Linked DNA regions of Mus musculus: region 1 is linked to region 2. A link is a contact called in public HiChIP or PLAC-seq data. All regions are on one chromosome and are shown on one strand. The core of a region is the stretch at or near the end of the contact, and the rest is flanking DNA. Distances in the headings are between cores, read along the strand shown. Region 1 has its middle 130 kb from the start of Kcnj2. Region 2 has its middle 90 kb from the start of Gm46300.

The links. HiChIP or PLAC-seq counts read pairs in DNA pulled down with a chosen protein or histone mark.
Region 1: a contact with region 2 is called in an H3K27ac HiChIP or PLAC-seq map of acute myeloid leukemia, with 6 times the contacts expected there. The contact joins two enhancer-like sites. A contact is called at or near these places in 1 of 115 datasets of contacts at active chromatin or transcription factors (acute myeloid leukemia) and 1 of 9 other capture datasets (macrophages).

What each region holds. Positions count from the first base shown.
Region 1 is chr11:111,196,868-111,203,134 of GRCm38.p6, reverse strand. No RefSeq gene overlaps it. Among named protein-coding and RNA genes, the nearest start is that of Kcnj2, 130 kb to the right of the region's middle. Within about 2 kb of position 2,419, at least 10 of the 459 cell types and tissues checked have an H3K27ac peak or open chromatin away from gene starts, as enhancers often do. A contact at or near this core is called in acute myeloid leukemia, where this site is marked.
Region 2 is chr11:110,638,869-110,644,830 of GRCm38.p6, reverse strand. No RefSeq gene overlaps it. Among named protein-coding and RNA genes, the nearest start is that of Gm46300, 90 kb to the right of the region's middle. Within about 2 kb of position 2,075, at least 33 of the 459 cell types and tissues checked have an H3K27ac peak or open chromatin away from gene starts, as enhancers often do. A contact at or near this core is called in acute myeloid leukemia, where this site is marked.

The DNA of each region.
Region 1 (6,267 bases), core at 1,170-3,669, 560 kb before region 2:
GTTTGGCAATATAAATGAAGCACAGCTCTCTGTATTAAGATGGGAAAAAATACATGAAAAAGAAAAGTGACATGTAACCTAGCCATTAAAGGCTGTGAGGTCAGAACTGGAAAGATGGCTCAGCACTTAAGAGTACTTCCTGGTGAAGACCTGAGTTCAGTTTCATTAACCCATGCTGGGTGACTCAGAGCCATTGGTAACTCCAGCTCCAGAGGATATGATGCCCTCTTCTGACCTCCACAATACTGTACTCATATGCATACATAGAGACACATGTACACATACACACAACTTAAAAAGAATACAAATAAATCACATTTTTAAAAAAGCCTGTGTAATGGTTAAAAAAAAAAAGCAACTTCAACAGAAGAACTGACTGACATGCAAAGACTCAGAGATCTCACAGTACCGAAGTCGGCACAGTGAGCTTCAGTTCAGTGTTTCCTAAATGTTCTTCTTTTCCAATGACACTAACCACTTTTTCTCTGTCCTTGTGGGTCTGCATGCAAACCTTTTGTGTGCTCTTAACACTATTTTACGTTGATTTCCATCTCCTTATGCAAACGTTCATGAGTGGCTTATTCTTGTATGTTGAGACATTTGGTTATCAACTATTGTGAATCAAGAATAAGCTGGTATTTTGGTTGCAGTATTGTGTGTACTTGAAGTTATAAGGATCCATATCTGAGAAACAGACATTTAACACACCTCCTGTTTCAGGTCTTTTATCTACTTCCTTGTCCCATATTCACAAACTCTACGCTTTTACAAAATCGACTTTCTGTGGCTTGGAATGGGGACAACATAGATGTTATTAACTTATTTTACATAGTATGCTGTTATGATGCTGTGTTCTGTTGACTATTATGCAACTACCAGTGGTCTTCCAGCCTTGGCTACTGTTTGGAGTACTTCAGATTACTTGTTTTTGTTTGTTCGTCTTTATTTGTTTTAACATACAGTGATTTATATCTTGCCCTTCATCATTGAGTTAAGATTCACATTTTGAAGGGAGCCTGAACATTGGTGGATACATATTTATGTACATGGAAATATGTTTGTACATGCATACCCACGTACATGTGATAGGTGTAAGGTATAGACGGGTCTGCATGAGTCTATTCGACAACTCAGGTTAGATGTCAGTGGCACACACTGTTTCAAAGGTGAGGACATAAGTTGAGGAGTCCCTGACATAGGGAGAACCTGACCACATAATTTGAGGCAAGGTTGAAGAGTGACCCTCTGGTACCTCACCAGAAACCCTGATTTATGCCTCCTTTACTGTCTCTGGTGAACCAATTCTATGCCCCTTTGAAACTGGATTATGGAATTCTCCTCGCTTCTATGATCCTTGGAGATATGGTATTTAAGTAAAAGAAGATAACACTCTATGACATTTTTCAGTGACTGCAATATCCCTTTTTCAGCTTAATGGAATATTTTGCAGAACCACAGTCTGTGTGCAACGCCCAGAGTGGAGGTATTCTGAGGTTAAGTCTACTTTTTAAAGAAAATTGCAAAGGTAGAAACCTATAGGGAAACTCTGCTGAAAGCAGAGACCTTGCTCAAAGTTCTAAATGTTGCATGGCTTTGCATAGCCTCAGTTGGAATGATTGGGCTGTTCACGATGCCACAGCGGACCGATTCTGCTGACAGCAAGCTCAAACAATGACAGCAGAAGGAGTCCCCCTCTTTCTAACTGCTTTATTTCATTATCATTATTTTAATTTTAAACTAAAAGAGAATTGTGAACTTCAAGCCTCAGGCGTGAATATGGAAATGAGAGCACAGCTTGAAGAAGTTGGCTTCCTCCTTCGATCATGTGGGGCTCTGCTATCAAACTCAGGACATCCATCAGACTTGATGACAACTACCTGCGTTTACTCAGCCTTCCCCTCTTCCCTCTTTTTTAAAACTTTAAAAGGAGATTGATTTGTGTTTATTTGTGTGGATGTGTGTACACAGGCATGTGTGCATATTACAGCATAAAGGTACAGGTAGAATGTAGCTTGTGGGGGTTCTCACTCTCCTGGATCCCCACATGAATCCCTGGGATCTTCGGATGATCAGACTTGGGCACAATTGCCCTTTATTTTCTCCCTCTCTCTTTTTTCTTTCTCCCCCTCCTCCTTTTCATTTTTATAGTCTGTTTGTTTATTATAAGTACCTTGAATGGAAAAGTCCCATGGAACCTCATTGTTTGATTCATGAGAATTTGGACAAGTCAGATTTTTTTCTCTAAATCTTACTGAATTATACCTGCTGTTCTTGTCCCTTTTCCTTCTTGGTACATTTCCTAGCATATCTCAAATCCAAGTAGTCTTTTTCATATTTTTTTTCTCGTCTTTACTTCTGTAGAGGTCATTGCTAAATGCCTCAAAAGCTCACAGTTTCTCAACATTATTTCCTCTCTGGTGCACAGTGGTGAAGAATGCTTCTTTTAAGTTCTTCCTTTACAAGAAAAGCTGGAAATTGTAAAATATCCTGTGGTCTTCTTTTTTCCTCCTTCAACAGGAGAAAATAGCCTCTCAGAGTAGTAGGAAGTTAACTGCTGCACTTTATATGAGCTGTCGTCTCATAGACACTGATATAAAGCAAAGAAGGACCAAGCAGAGGGAAAAACAGTTATGGAAAACATATATGCATAAGACCTGGATAATTTTTTGGCTTAGGACATTGCAATTATTGTTCTTAAGCATGAATATATCAGCGGCAATATTATGTGGCAATGGGTAACTTAAAAAAAAATCCAAGTCAATTTCTGGACATTTCTTCAGTTAGCTACTAAATGGTGCCTGAACACACACAGAAACTCCAGTCCTCAAGTAGACAGAAATAGACCAACAACGCATCAATGAGCACAGTTAACAAAGTACGAAGTGTGAGAGTTACAAATCCTAATAGAATGGAGATTGGATCTAAGTTGAGATGAAATAAAGAATCACCTCCAAAGAGAATAGAATGAAAAGCTTTCAGTTTTCACCAGTTCTAGCTAAGAGCACAGCTGCCACAAATGTGCTATTAGAAAGAAATATTATCTTCACAAAATGAAAGACTTTGGGAAACTTTTCAAGTTTTTTTAAAAATATTGAATATTTTACTTTTTTGTGAGTGTGACCCTATATATGTGTGGGTGTGTACATGCCATGGTGCATTCAAAGAACAGAGGACAACTGAACGAGGCAGTTCTCTCTATCCAGTTATTTCCTTTATTTGTCTATGGCCATGTGTGTGTGTGCGTGTGTGTGTGTGTGTGTGTGTCTATGTGTCTTTCTGTCTGTGTGTCTGTGTGTCTTTGTGTGTGTGTGTCTGTGTGTCTTTGTGTGTGTGTGTGTGTCTATCTGTCTGTCTGTCTGTCTTTGTCTGTGAATGTGGGCATGCCACAGTACATTTGGAGGCCAGAACTGAACTGATAGAGGCAGTTCTCTATTCAAGTTCTTATATTGATGAAAAAATCTATCCTCACCTTAAACACGCCACCTTGGTAGCACGCTGGGTCCATCCTTGTTCCCTTTGCAATCCAGTTATTTATAAATAAATAAATAAATAAATAAATAAATAAATAAATAGCATTCATCTTTCAACCACACCTGCCCACAATTTAATTTGAATCCCAATCCTCATTTTGGGGGGGCTCATGCTCTATAATTTGTTATTGTTCGAGGTGTACTTTTGTTCTCTAAATGTCTTTTTGAAACAGTTTATTTTTATTAATCCTTAGAGAAGTCTGTGTAACATTTCTTGATCACACTCATGCTCCCACTCCTCCCCTACCATGCTCCCTACCCCTTGGAGAATGCTGTCTCTTGCAATGTCTCCATCACCTCTTCTGCCAGGTTCCCTGAGCATGTGCTAGCTAAGAGGCTCTATCTGTGCATAAATAAGCAGACTGTCCTTGGAACTCTTCTTATATTTCTTTCAAGCATATCCACAAAATCCTAACATTTCCCTTCTTGAAATTCTTTCTGTTATATAGATATTTACACCCAAACATTCTGTCAACCACTGAAATCCAGTGGCATTTTATTTTAAAGTCCGTTTCATTCCCTTTCAGTTAATGGCACACTGTTTTTCTTGCTCAATTGTGTTTAGTCAAGTACGTATTCTCACAAATATATTGATGTTTTACAGGTAACTATCTTCATTCCAAATTACTCTCTTAATTTCTCAATTTTTGAAATTTTAAATCATTTGAAAATTTCACAAAATGTGTTTTGATTATCTACACCACCTTTATAACCCCTGCCACGTCCAATACCTTTCCCCACCCAAGCAACCCTGTGTTCTCTTTTAGAAACACATCAAGAACAATTTAAGCTACTGATATACTCTTGGGTGTGTAGATTTCCACTAGACTGTGATTGACTTAACAGGGACCACACTGTTAAATAAAACTGTCTGTCTGTCTGTCTGTCTGTCAGTCTGTCTGTCTGTCTCTTCCACTTCTTCCCCCTTATGCTTCCTGAGTTCCTGAACCTTTGGAGGAGGGGTATGATATCGATGTCCCATTTAGAGCTGAACATTCTGCAGTCTTTTGTTCTTTACTCCTTGATGTGTCATGGGGTATTTGTCCTAACTTCAATATATTGTAAGAAGACACTTCTCTGATGAGGATTAAATACACTAATCTTTGGGTATAACAATAAGTCAACAGAGGTCTGTTTAATAGCATGCATATTTAGCAGAATATTGTCCAACTCTCCCTTGGGACGTATGGCTTAGTCACAGGTTCTTGGCCCTAGTAATAGTGTCAGATATGAGATTCATCTTGTGTAGGCAAGCCTTAATGCTAATTGGAAATTGGTTAGATAGTTTTAGATAGTTTTGAAGTCATATGTGTGTGTGTGTGTGTGTGTGTGTGTGTGTGTGTGTGTGTGTGTATGAGAGAGAGAGAGAGAGAGAGAGAGAGAGAGAGATCACAAAATGGGTAAGAATTTTGAAGGTTTATATTTACATTGCTTGAGAGCCTACATTTAGTTATTTGTTAGTAACAGGCACATCTGTATACCTAGTAAAACTTAAAATAAAATCAATTCATTAATGATGAACTAAATGTACACAATCATTTAGATACAGCGATTCATAAAGCTGACTTTGGAGGTTTTCTTTAATAGAATAATTTCTACTCTGTAATTCCATAAACTAGTCTGTAACACTATTGAGTAATTATATTCCTTTCTTAAATAAGCACAATGAGACTTTTGTAAAGAATAGCTTCTGAGAAGGCCCTTCACATGGTTGTGCGCCAGACAGGAGGCTTTCTGCATACACTGGAGACACGGTCTCACAAGAAGCATGGTTTTGAAAACAGAAGTGAAAACTACTCGGATTATTTGTATCCCTGATTTAAAATAAATGGCTAGCAAAATACTATTTTTAATTTAACAAGTGATTCATCTCACTGGAGTATGGAACATGCATTTTGTGTTGTATGAGTTAACCAGTTTGAGAAAGCAAGCTCAGACAGACTGCTGGCTGGGTCCTCCACAGTACGAAGTGTCCTAGCTCTGAAATAACGCAACGTTGACTCAGCTGTTCAGAAGCAAATTTCTAGAAAACTCTCTGAATGACACACACCAAATTGATTGCTGTTGGAAAATAGCCTTCTTTAGGGCTTTATAATTTTAATTTCCTAAGTGGCATTTTTCCCAACAAATGGGTTTTCTCACCCAAAGGAGTAAAACATGGGATTTGTTGGTTTCCAGGGAAACTGAAGAAAAAAAAGATAGATTCATTTTGAAATCAAAGCCCTGTCAGAAATTAATACAAAATAGGAAAGATAAGGAAGTCACCATCTAATTAGATTCATATTGCTGCACTTCCATTAGATGTTGTAATTATAAATTTGTAAGGTTTTGTGTGATAATGGCAAAGTTCTTTTATTTTAAATTATTACCATCAACTTATTTTATATCATATTATTTGATGAGATCTTATTTCAGACTTTATCTTTGAAAACCCATTTTAGATAGGGATTTTCTTTTTGAAGGGTACCACTCCAAGATCCAGCAATAAAGGAAAGCACTAAATTGGAGAAAGGGAAGTGATTACCCATCCTGGTTTCTGTTTCCACCTACTTGAACTGCAAACAGTCTCTGCTAGTGATGTGAATTGTCTGAAGCACACTCATCAGAAAGACTCATGAAAAAAAATAATTGAAGAATAAACTTTCTGCCTAGGCCAAATGGATAAGCTGCCTTTGTGCTTTTCAATAGCTTGATATTGCCAGGTGGAATACTTGTTCCTTAAGACGGTGGCCTTGGA
Region 2 (5,962 bases), core at 826-3,325:
TGCCAGTCAGAGCCCACTGTAAAAATCCCAACATCGGTGGCACCAAATGAGTCAATGACTGTTCATGCCACAAGGACTCCAAGCGCAAGGACAAAAATTACAAGATGTAATCCCTCGATTCAGTTTGTTTCCTTGGCCTGTTCCTCCACAGAAGGGGACTGTGCACTTGCAGAGTGGCAGGATGCTGTCAGAGGCGTCTATCTGTACAATGTAGAGCACTCTGGATCCAGGAACCAAAGGACAGCAGCTGCCCCCTCCAACACTAAATACATAACACATTCACTTCCATAATTATTCGTGTGTGTGTGTGTGTGTGTGTGTGTGTGTGCATACATAGTCACACCATGCATTTCTAAACTTCTTTTTCATTATTATTAGATACTTTCTTTATTTACATTTCAAATGTAATCCCCTTTCCTAGTTTCCCCTCTGAAAATCCCCTTCCTCCTCCCCCTGCTCACCAACCCACCCAATCCCACTTCCTGGCCCTGACATTCCCCTATATTGGGGCATAGAACCTTCACAGGACCAAGGGCCTCTCCTCCCATTGATGACCGACTAGGTCATCCTCTGCTACATATGCAACTACAGCCATGAGTCCTATACCATGTGTTTTCTTTGATTGGTAGTTTAGTCCCAGGGAGCTCTGGGGGTACTCGTTAGTTAATATTGTTGTTGCTCCTATGGGGCTGCAAAACCCTTCTCCTCCTTCTTTCTCTAGCTCCTTCATTGGGGACACTGTGCTCAGTCCACTGTATGGCTGTGAGCATCTGCTTCTGTATTTGTCAGGCACTGGCAGAGCCTCTCAGGAGACAGCTATAAAAGAAGACTAAAGTTTAGATACTTCGATCCTTCTTAGAAGGAGGAATAAAATACCCATGGAAGGAATTACAGAGACAAAATTCAGAGCAGAGACTGGAGGAACAACCAACCAGAGACTGCCACATCTGGGGATCCATCCCATAAACAACCACCAAACCCAGACACTATTGCAGATGCCAACAAGTGCATTTCTAAACTTCTACGCATCATGTTGTTTCTTCTGTCTTGACCCAAGTACCCAAAGTCCTTCCCTCTCCAGATTTTGTTTCCCACATTCCTCCCACCTTTCAAAAGAAAGAAGAAATATGTAAGACTTGGTAACCTGTTCCAAGACAAACAGAATTTGTTAGATTAAGAATGGATAAGTGTCCTGATCCCTACCATCTGAAAAGATAAAAGCAATGTAATGAACTAATTAAGGTAATTCACGGTAAATCTGGGTAGGAGTAATTGAACAAGAAAAAGGAGAACTAACCCCCAGTCTCTGCCTTCTGCCTAACTCTCACTCACACAAGACAAGAAGTTTAGACTCAAGAGTCCTTGTATCAAAGGATGGTGACTCTGGGGATGGTGGAGGACCTAGGAAAACCTGCCTTCTGACTATGACTTAAAAAATGACTGTAGCAGCTTCCTTCTTCTAGTGACATATTAGTGTCTAATGCTCACATTCTCCATGAGCGAGGCAAATCAAAACCAAAGGAAAGGATAAAACCTCCTGATGCCTCCAGTTCAAAATGCCTGGGTCTCCTTTTCTTGAATCAAGTTATCCAAAAACCCATCCTATCTTTGGGGCAAATGTCTTAAGATTCCATTTTATTTGACTACTGGAAAAAATGTTCTTTTCATTATTTTACTAAATGTGGCCTCCCCTCCTATAAAAAAAAATGACAATAAAATTTGACTTTCTAAGTCTGGGGATACAGCAAATAATATGGCCACTGGGAGCTTGCATATAAAATTCTGGAGGGAACAAAAAAAAAGTTTCTCTCTTGTCTTTCACTTTATAAAAAGCTTTCTCTTGGTGAAATGTCATTGTTCCCTTCAGGACAAAAATACTTAGGGGAAGCACAAGTGCTCTTGAAATGATGAAAATAAAAACTATCATTCTTTCTTGGGATTCTTGGTACTGTCATTAAGCTGAATGACTTAATTGTAAGTGAAGAAACCGGTATGTTCTCTTGAGGTATTTTCCGTTCCTCTCTTAGCATGGGCCTTTGGCTTTGACGTCACTAACAGTCAGTGAGAGTCAAGACAGACTGTGGTCAAGCAAAACCACGGCTAGAGGAAAGCCCACCGATGTGGCTCCTTCTGCCGCTGTCATTTGCTGCTGGCATGTTTCATCACACTCTATTGCGTAAGGGGTGGTCCGGCCCGGCTATTCCTGGAAAACCAACGCACCACAGCGTGCGGCAGCTCCCCCTGGAAGCCATCCACAACTAAAGCCTGCTCACAGTATTTATGTAGGGCTGTAAGACAGCTCGCTCCTTGAATGAAAATCCATTTTCAAGCTGGATGCATTTGTGGAGATGCTGGGGCAAAGATGACTTCCTTGTGTTGTTTATCCCTCTGCACACAGGAACTCTGCTTTCTATAAATCATCCTGTGGAAATGGAAATTGAGGCTCACCAGCTAATTAAAACATTATTTATGGGAGCTTTAGATTAAGTATAGAAAGGGGGAAAAAAAACCAACCACATGAGAACTACTTCATCGTTGTTCTATGGGAGTCTGTGTATGTCTCTGTACATGTGCAAAAATTCACTCCTCATTAACGTCTCTAAAAGCGTGAAAAGAAGACGTGGGATTAACTCATCCTCGAAATCATCTTCATATCCAGTGTCATCAAGTCCTAGACATGACTCTCTTAAGTAGAATGAGAAGTATCAAAAAAGAAAGTGTATGAGCACCAAAATACCCACCACCCAACTTTAAACATAAAGTGTGAGCTGGGGAGAGGTTTGGGGTAAAATGCTTGCCATACAAACACGAAGACATAAGTTCAAATCCCTAGTGCCCATTTAAATGCCTGGGAATGGCAGGACACATATAGAACCTTACCACTTAGTGTAGGTTCTCTACAGCGCTCTCGAGACTTCCAGTCTATGTTCAGTGAGAGACCTTGCCTTAAAAATAAAGTGGACAGTGTACTTATGTATAATAATAAATAAATCTTTGAAAAAATAAAGTGGAGAAACACTCAGCGTTGATCTCCGGTTTCCACAGGAAGATCACAGGCACATATGTGTACCTCCATCTACATGCTCAAGGCACTTACCTTCCTATTCCCACACAAACACATGCATATATAATAGACATACATATATAATATTATATATTTGTATATGTATTATATATGGTAGAAGCATACATACACACATAGATGTACACATACACAATTATACACAAGACAAATGAAGCAATAATAAAAGATTTTAAGCTTCAAAATGCCTGTGATGGCAAATCTTGCCCATCAATTTGAAAATATCTAGAATCCACTAAGACCATTCAGGCTTGGCATACTTGTAAGGGCTTTTTTCCTTGATTGGTTTATCTAAGGTAGGAAGACTCCCCCTGATTCTGGATCGCTTGTGGTCAGAAGATCCACTCTAAACCTAGGCCATGCCTTCTGATAGCAGCCCACATAAAAGAACATGGAAGAAGGAAGGTTTTATAGTTTGTCTGCTTACCTTCACTCTTCCTGCCAAAGGCATCAGTCCTGCTGCTAAGGCATCCCTTTGCTGGTGTTAGAACTCACTTCTTCAGAATTTCAGTATAGACAGGAAACCCCCTGAGACATCTGGCTTCATGGACTGAACAAGTACTAGATTCTTGGCCTTTTTATCAGGAGACAGCTATTCCTAAACTAGGCAGACCATATCCTGTAAACAATAAATCTCCATTTGATAGAGAGAGAGACAGAGAGGCAGAGAGAGAGAGAGAGAGACAGAGAGAGATACAGAGAGAGAGAGAGAAAGAGAGAGAGGCAGAGAGAGAGTCTTCCTATCAGTTCTTTTCCACTAAAGAACACTAATACAATGCATCTTAACAATTCCATCTCCTGTCTTCATGAAAAAATTAATCCAGAATGTGCTTCTTCTTATTCCGATGATGTTCTTTGTCACTTTGTCACCAATAGACTATACTACATGTAAGGGTTAAGTTCTCAACTTCTGTGTGACATTTTTATTCTGTACATGTTGTAATGATGTGGTGGTTTTACTTTTGGTTTGTTTGCTTTGAGCTCTGTGCTGCATTTGTGAGATCTGTCATAGGATCATGTCCTTACCACGAAATATCAGAATAATGAAATAAGTGGTGTACATGACTGATTTTAGTTCATTGTCTTCATCCTTATTACCGGTGCATTACTGCAGTCTCCTGGCAGTTCTTACTGTAACAAGGTTTTCTGGATCCCCACCCCTAGTCTCTTTGTATCCTAAAATAACTTGCTACCATGTCAGATGTGAACCTATGAACACGATGTTTAAAATACAAATGTGCGAAAAAAAAAAAATATCCAGGAGTCTCTATTCTGTACTACAAGTGCAAACATTCAGTCCTTACTTACAAACCATTGGGGTCATTCTCATGATCTTCAGTCCATGATGTAGATCTTTGTCAATTCAGTGCCCTGTCCCAACTCATCTCCATAGTTACCTTCTTCATCTTGCTGCATTTCTATCTGAGGGTCTGGCTGAAGGTCCACCTATACTACAGCAAACTAGGTGATTTATTATCCCAGATAATAATGAAAGGCAGAAACTGGTGAATAGACAGCCATGCTTCTCACTTACAGCAGAATTATTCTGATACATCCCACATGGCCTTTAGAATCTCTCAAATAGGCTAGTGGTTGACTCATCTTGTAAAGGCGCTTGCTACCAAGCCTGATAAAGCGGAGTTCAATCCGAATAACCCACACATATGTAAGGAGGGAGTTCTACATATTGTCTTCTGATCGCCACGTGTGTACTATCACACACACACACACACACACACACACACACACTAATTATACGAATAAAGTCTTGATGAACATACAGCCTGGTTGTTCATAGCAACCACATCTTCTGCAACCTAGCATTCACTGGTTTTCTTTTCTTCCCCTCTCACGTCTCTACTCTCCAGGTGAGCTTGGAGATCACCATCTGCAGCCAATTCTGGTAGCAATTGTCCAGAAAAGCAGGCCCTGAATCAAGGACCAAAGTACAATGGGAAAACTTGAATTTCCATCAAATGAGTTTTGGAAAGCAAGTGTATGCTATCAGCAGCCTAAGATTCCCAATTCATAAAGACGCGCTGGTAAGCCTGGGGATTAATTTTTCATGATCAGTAACAAAAATGTGTGTATCCCCGGATGTTCTGCAGAGCTAAGTGATCAGCACTGAATGGTATAAGGCTACACATGGGGTCAAATTTTGAAGTAGAACTAGCTGTACTTTGGACCTTGATTCAGGGTCTGCTATTTGGACAGCTACTACCAGAATTGGCTGTAGATGGTGATCTCCAAGATGAGATCGTGTATCCGTTGTGTTTTCTCGTTGTTGTGGTAAAATGCCTGACAAAATCCGTTTAAGGAGAGAAGGCCTCTAAATTTGAGTCCAATAAAGACAATGTACTGCACCATCTCAGGTGATCCAATCTAGTGAATCTCTCACAGGTATGTCCAGAGGCTACCTAATTTATTTAGTCTTTTACAGGCAAGTCCATGGGTTTGTTTCTTAGGTGATTGTGTATCTTGTAACATTGACAGTATCACCCATCACAGATCATTCGCCAGTAAGACAGCAAGCAGCGTCCTCTAGATAAAAATGAAATGTTGGTTGGCTGTAGCCTCAGAACTATTGAGATACTCAACCTTTAGTGAGTCAAATCCAGACAGATGTATGATTGCATACCATTAGAAAGTTATACCTCCGGCTTATGCATTGGCATTGCCCTGGAAACATAAGAGAATGTCAGTAGTTATAAAGACTGTAGGATTGCATAGTTTTCATTGCATGTTCCAGAAGCTATTAAAAAGGAAGACTGTATTTTAGGACAGCTAACTGCCAACTGTGAGGACGCTGTAGCGTCAGGAACACCTGCAGCAATCTTCACAGAAACACAGCTTGTAGCCAGCAGGCAACTGCTAAACACC